Linked DNA regions of Sus scrofa: region 1 is linked to region 2. A link is a contact called in public Hi-C data. All regions are on one chromosome and are shown on one strand. The core of a region is the stretch at or near the end of the contact, and the rest is flanking DNA. Distances in the headings are between cores, read along the strand shown. Region 1 holds the start of NFATC1 (nuclear factor of activated T-cells, cytoplasmic, calcineurin-dependent 1). Region 2 holds the start of KLF13 (Kruppel like factor 13).

Region 1 (2,700 bases), core at 55-2,554, 2.5 Mb after region 2:
AGACAACTGCTTTTCTCTCCCACCCTCGCCACCATGGTCCCCACTGACCCAAAGGCCTGGAGACGCACAGCCAAGGAAGAGGAAAAGGAAGACACTGGGGGGGCACGGGTTCAGGCAGCCTTAGCCTGGTTGGAACATTTATTTTTTTATAAACAAGCAAGACATTACACTTTTAAAAGAAGGGCGGTGAATGATATGGAAAATATTATACAGTCACTGCAGAAACGGGCGCCTGCCGGTGCCAAGTGTGCTGGGCTCAGCTTCACCATTTCACCGCCACGTGGGGAGGGACAGAGAGAAGATCTTGAAGACAGAAACAGAAAGGAGGCCCACAAGGGACAGAAGAGACAGGTGTGGGGAGAGCCAGGCTGCAAGGAGGGGGCTCCTGGTCCCCTTCACTCACTCGGGGTGGCCGGTGGCCGCAGGCCCAGACTGAGTCTTCCGGTGAAAGTGGGGGTGATTGCTCAATGGTTCTTTCTTTTTCAAAAGCCTGCACCCTGGGGGGCCGGAGGAGTCCTTTATCTGTTGTTTGTTTAGGGGAACTTTTATTTTTTGACAGAGAAGAGAAAATTAAAGAAAGAACAGTGTGGCACCCTTGGGGGTCCAAGGTCTCAGAGGCTAGCTCCACTGTACCATCTCTTGATGGAGAGAGGCTTTGCCCTGAGGACACGGGGAGCAAGAGGGGGAAGTCTTGGGGGCCTCATGGGCCAGACACACTCTATCCTTTGGCTTGAGCAACACCCCACCCTAAAGAGAAGGCCCCTCCTGCGGGAATGTGGTCAGGACTCCGCTCTAGTGCAGCCCTGAGTCTTCCTACATGGCTGGGGGGGCCGACCCCAAGGGGGCCTCCCCCACCACTCCCACTCGCCCCTCAACCTGACCTGTTTTAATCCGGCGAAGGGTAGGGCGGTGGGGAGACTTTGGGCGCTGCCCCGACCCCGGGGCCGCGGACCTGGGTGCCGCGGAGGTGTGGGGACGGGAGAGGGGGTGCGCCCCGGGCAGAGGGGCAGGGGCCCGGCGCGCCTCCAGGCCGGCCCCTCCCCACCCGGAACCTACCCGCCCGACCCCCGCGCCCCCAGTCCCTGCGCCCCCGCCTCGCGCGGACCCACCTGCGGTGGCCCCGGCCGCGGCGGCGCCCTCGTCGCTCTGGTTAAACTCGAAGAGGAAATCAAAGTCGAACTCCTGGTCCTCCTCCAGCCCCGTCATGGTGGGTCGGGGTCGAGGGTCAGGAGGTCAGGGTCGGGGTCGGAGTCCGAGGTCAGGGGGCTAGGGTCGGGGTAGAGGGTTGGGATCCGAAACCTAGGGCAGGGGTCCCAGGTCAAGTTCAGGGTTGGATTCAGGGTCTTAAGTCTTGGCGGGGATCCGGTACCTGGTCCGGGTCCCGGGTCGGGCTCTGGGCTGGAGTCGGGTGAGCTCCGGAGTCTGGGCTCAGGGCGTGGTCGGGGTCCCGGGTTGGGTCAGGTTGGGGTCTAGTATGGGGGTCGGGGTAGAGATCCGGTATTGGGGTCAGAGTTCCGGGCAGGGGTCCCGGGCCAGGATCCCAGGTTGGGGTCCGGGATGGGGTCGGGGTCCCCGGCCAGGACCCCGGCGTGGGGTCGGGGTCAGGATCTGGGTTGAGGTCCGGTCGGGGTCCAGAGTCGGGTCCCCGGCCGCGGGCACCTGTGGTCGCGCCGCCCCGGGCTCGGCTGCGCCCTGCGCTCGGCCGCGCGTCCTCGGGTAACGTGACTCCCGCCCGCGCCCCTCCCCCCGGCCCTCCCCCGCCGCGCCCCTCCCCCCGCTGTTTCCGGGTTTACATAAACAAGCCGCTCGCCGGTCGCCGGCTTCCGAGTTTTAAATAAACTCTCCCCGCCAGCCCGAGCGCACGCCTCTCACTAGTGTCCCGGCTCTGGGCAAGCCCTTCCCACCCGCGCCCGGGGACCCCCAGGCGGCTCTTGGGGTCGACAGCCCCACTGCGAGCGAGACCCTAGAGTGCGCCCCGCCCCCTGAGTCTGCGCTGGGGTGGGGGGGATAGACGTGCGCCGGAGGCGGGGGCGTGGGGGGGGCACACGGAGTCTGGCCACTTCCGTCCGCCCCGGGGCCTGAGCGCCCCTGCGGCCCGAGCCGGGTGGGCAGGAGCTGGGGCAAGACAGCCGGCGGTCGACAACCCCCCTCCCCGCCTCCGGCAGACTCGCCCCGCTGGGAGCTCTTCGTGAAGCGCGCTGCCCCGACCCCGGTCCGGGGGAGGCGGGCTCGCTTGCCTCACCCGCAAACAGGCGCAAAGATCAATACCTGCGTCCCAATGAGCTGCTGACGCTGCCCCACTCCTACTGAAGGTGCCTAAAGGGGCCTCCTGCCGGCCAGGCCCCTTCTAGGAGCGGATCGGCCCGACTGGGCTGCTGCCTAGTTTGCAGCGCGCACGTCCTGCCGGAGCCCGGCAGCCTGGGCCCGGAGAGGAATTCCCTGGTAGCAGGGCTCGCTATCCAAGGAGCACTGGATTCCCCAACCAGCTGCAGAAGAGCAATGAACACAGAAAACACCGTTTTCCAGCCCCCACAGTTAAAGATGCCCAAAAGGGTCAGGAAAATGCGAGGCTCCTAAGAACCCACAACGCTGTCGCCTTTACATATGGAACCGGTGCTGCCGCTCACGCCTGGCCACGTGTACGCGCGGCCTTTTACTTGCAGTCTGGTGCCTAACTGGCAACCTCCTTTTTTGTAACGC
Region 2 (2,700 bases), core at 42-2,541:
GCAGAGCGGTCCTTTTAGGAGAAAGCGCCGACCAGCCGGGAGCCCCTCGAGTCCAGCGCGCCTCCGCCGCCGGATGGGCGGGGTTCCCACAAAGAGCCGCGGGCAAGAACCCGGGACCGCCCCCCGCGTCGGTCGCCACCAGCTCTGGTTTCGACAAATTAAACCTTAGAGCGCTGGAAAAATTACAGGAAGAGCGAAGAATGTGCCGAGCTGCTGGAGGGAGCCCTGTCCCCGCGTGAACTTCGCCCACCGCGCTCCCGAGCCGGCCCCTCCCCGCCGCTCCCGAGAGCGCGCCCAGCCGACGAGGGAGGGGCCAGGCGAGGACACCCCTCCCCCCCGGCTCCCGGGCGCCGCGGCCGCCCACCTCCCCGGGCGGCACCCGCGGCCCCCACTGCCCCCACGCAGCTCGCCCGCACCTGCCCGCGCGCACCCCGGCCCGGATGACGACATTCGCCCCCGCAGCCCCGCCCGAGCGCACCCGGGGAGGGGGCGTGCCCGGCGGGGGCGCGGTCGCCGGGCGGGCGCCGGCAGCCAGCGCCAGGACCCGCCTCGCGCGGCTCTCAGGGTCGACCGCAACCCGGAGCGGCGGGGGAAGGGGCGAGGCCCTGACCACCTCCCGCGCCCAAGCCGGAGGCTCCGGGGGCGTGTCTGGGCGACCCGCACTAGCCCAGGTCTGCGCGAGTGCCCGGGCCGCCCCACTGACCTGTGTGAGTTCTCAGGTGCGCCTTGAGGTGCGAGGATTTCCCGTAAACTTTCTCACAGCCCGCATAGTGGCACTTGTGCTTTCTCTGGGGGGACTCGAGGTCGGCGCGACTTCGGCCCCGCCGGCCCCTTTGTCTGAGGCTGGGCTCGCCGCTCCCCGCGGGCCCCGGCTCTCGCTCGGGCTCCAGACCCGCCTCAGGCTCGGGCTCGGGCTCGCTCCACGCCGGGCTAAGAGGCGCGGCCGCCGCGCCTCCAGCACCGGGGGAGGCGGGCTCGGGGGCGGGTGGCGGCGCGGGCGGCAGGCGGCAGGGGGTCCTCGCCTTCCTGGCGGCGGCGCCTTCTCTGCGCTCCGCCGAGACGGGTGCCGGTGCTTGCTGGTTAAGGTCCGCCAGGATCCGCGCCACTACGAAGAGCGAGGCGCTGTCCTTGCCGTCGCGGCGCTCCTCGACGTGGGGCAGCGTGGCGGCGACAGCGGCCGCGCCCTCGGGTCCCGGCTCCGGCCCCTCTCGCGGCCCGTGTACGACCGCGCGGCTCGACATGGACACGAGGCACTCGGCGGCGAAGTGGTCCACATAGGCGGCGGCTGCCATGGTGCGGGCTCCAGCCGGCAGGCGGGAGACTGCTAGTCGCTGCGAGTCGTCAGCAGCGCATCCGCACCCACGGCCTCCGGAGAGCGGGCGGGGGGCGGGGGCGCGGCGCGCCCTCTCCGCCGGCTGGGCTGGGCGCGCAGCCGCCTCTGCCGTCACCCGCGCTGCTCCGCGTCTGCTAAGCGCCCGCCCGGCTGGGCACCTCAGAGTGAGCGCATGGGGGGCGCGGACGAGTAGGGTCCCCGCGCGGCGTCAGTGGCGGCCTGTCCTATGGATGCCGAGCGGCGACGTTAGGGACGACCTCCCCGAGCCGTGGCCGCAGCCTCGCCGCGCATTGTGGCAGGCGGGACAGCCGCCGTGCGCGCCGCGGCTCGGTGTGGGCGGCCCGGCCCCGGGGGTGGGCGGGGCCGGGGCCACATCTGGACCCGACGTCAGCCCCCAGCCACATCCTGGCGGCGCAGGTTACAGGCGGCGGCGGCGGCCGCAGGGAGCTGCGCACGCGGAGGGGGCGGGGATCCCGGAGCGCGCACCGGCGGGATAGCGGTCGCGTGCCCGCGCCTGGTGAGGGGGCGTGGCTAAGGACCAGGGCCGGCGCCATTGGTCCATGAGTACTCAGCCGGGCCAATCCGTACAGCCAGAGGCTCCCACCCGGCCTTGGGGCCTGCGCGTGCCGATGGGCGTGTCCCCTCAGCCGGCGGGAGGAGGAGCGGAAATTGGAGCCCGGAGCCGGGCACGCTGACGCACGACGTCCGAGGCGGGCCTGGGCGGGGCCGTTCCCCCTCCTCTCCGTGGCGGGGACCCCGCAGGGTATTTTCCTGCCGGAGCTTTTGTACCTTGACTGCCTTGAACCTCGGCGCGGTGGCGAGAGCTCGGGAGAGCACCCCTTTGTCCCTCCAGCCCCGCTTGTGTCGGGCGCGCCTCGCAGGGCTCGCCTCGCTTCTCCCTTTCTTCTCCAGAGCGAGGTTTGCCCGGCAAGGAGGCGTGTCCGCTAAGCCCGGCGGGTCTACTGGCCCCGAGTCGGGCCTGGACAACCACGGCGCACACCGCTGAAACCAGGTTGATGGGTGGCCGCGCCCCGAGACTCAGGCCGCTCTCCGCCCTTGGTTCCTGCCCAGCTGAGCCCTGAACCCTCGGCGCGGCCAGCCCGAGAGCGGTGGTCTCGTGTGGGGCGAGGTCGCTCCCGCAGGAGGAACCGCAGGAGGGCGGCGGGGGATCAGCGCAAGCCGCGCTGCCCTTGAGCCCAGGTCAGCTGGAGCTTGGACTGGCCCAGGCTGGTGGCTAGCCTGGCAGCGCGAGTGATGTGCCCACTGCGTCCTGTGTTCGCAAGAATTACGTGCCTGGGCGCCGGCCGCGCTGCTCAAGGAACGTGGGGCCCCTCCCTCCGCAGGCCTGCTGCCAGCTTCTGCAGGCT

The links. Hi-C and Micro-C count contacts between places; a contact is called where the count stands out from the background.
Region 1: a Hi-C map of skeletal muscle shows a contact between it and region 2, with 5 times the contacts expected there. The contact joins the promoter of NFATC1 here to the promoter of KLF13 in region 2. A contact is called at or near these places in 4 of 47 Hi-C or Micro-C datasets (embryonic fibroblasts, liver, skeletal muscle and 1 more).

The regions. Positions count from the first base shown.
Region 1 is chr1:146,001,593-146,004,292 of Sscrofa11.1, forward strand. It overlaps NFATC1 (nuclear factor of activated T-cells, cytoplasmic, calcineurin-dependent 1), which reads right to left and starts at 1,305. Exons shown (of 10, transcript NM_214161.1): 1 at 1,110-1,305. The coding sequence starts at 1,206.
Region 2 is chr1:143,538,942-143,541,641 of Sscrofa11.1, forward strand. KLF13 (Kruppel like factor 13) reads right to left here and starts at 1,292. Exons shown (of 2, transcript NM_001011505.1): 1 at 704-1,292. The coding sequence starts at 1,292.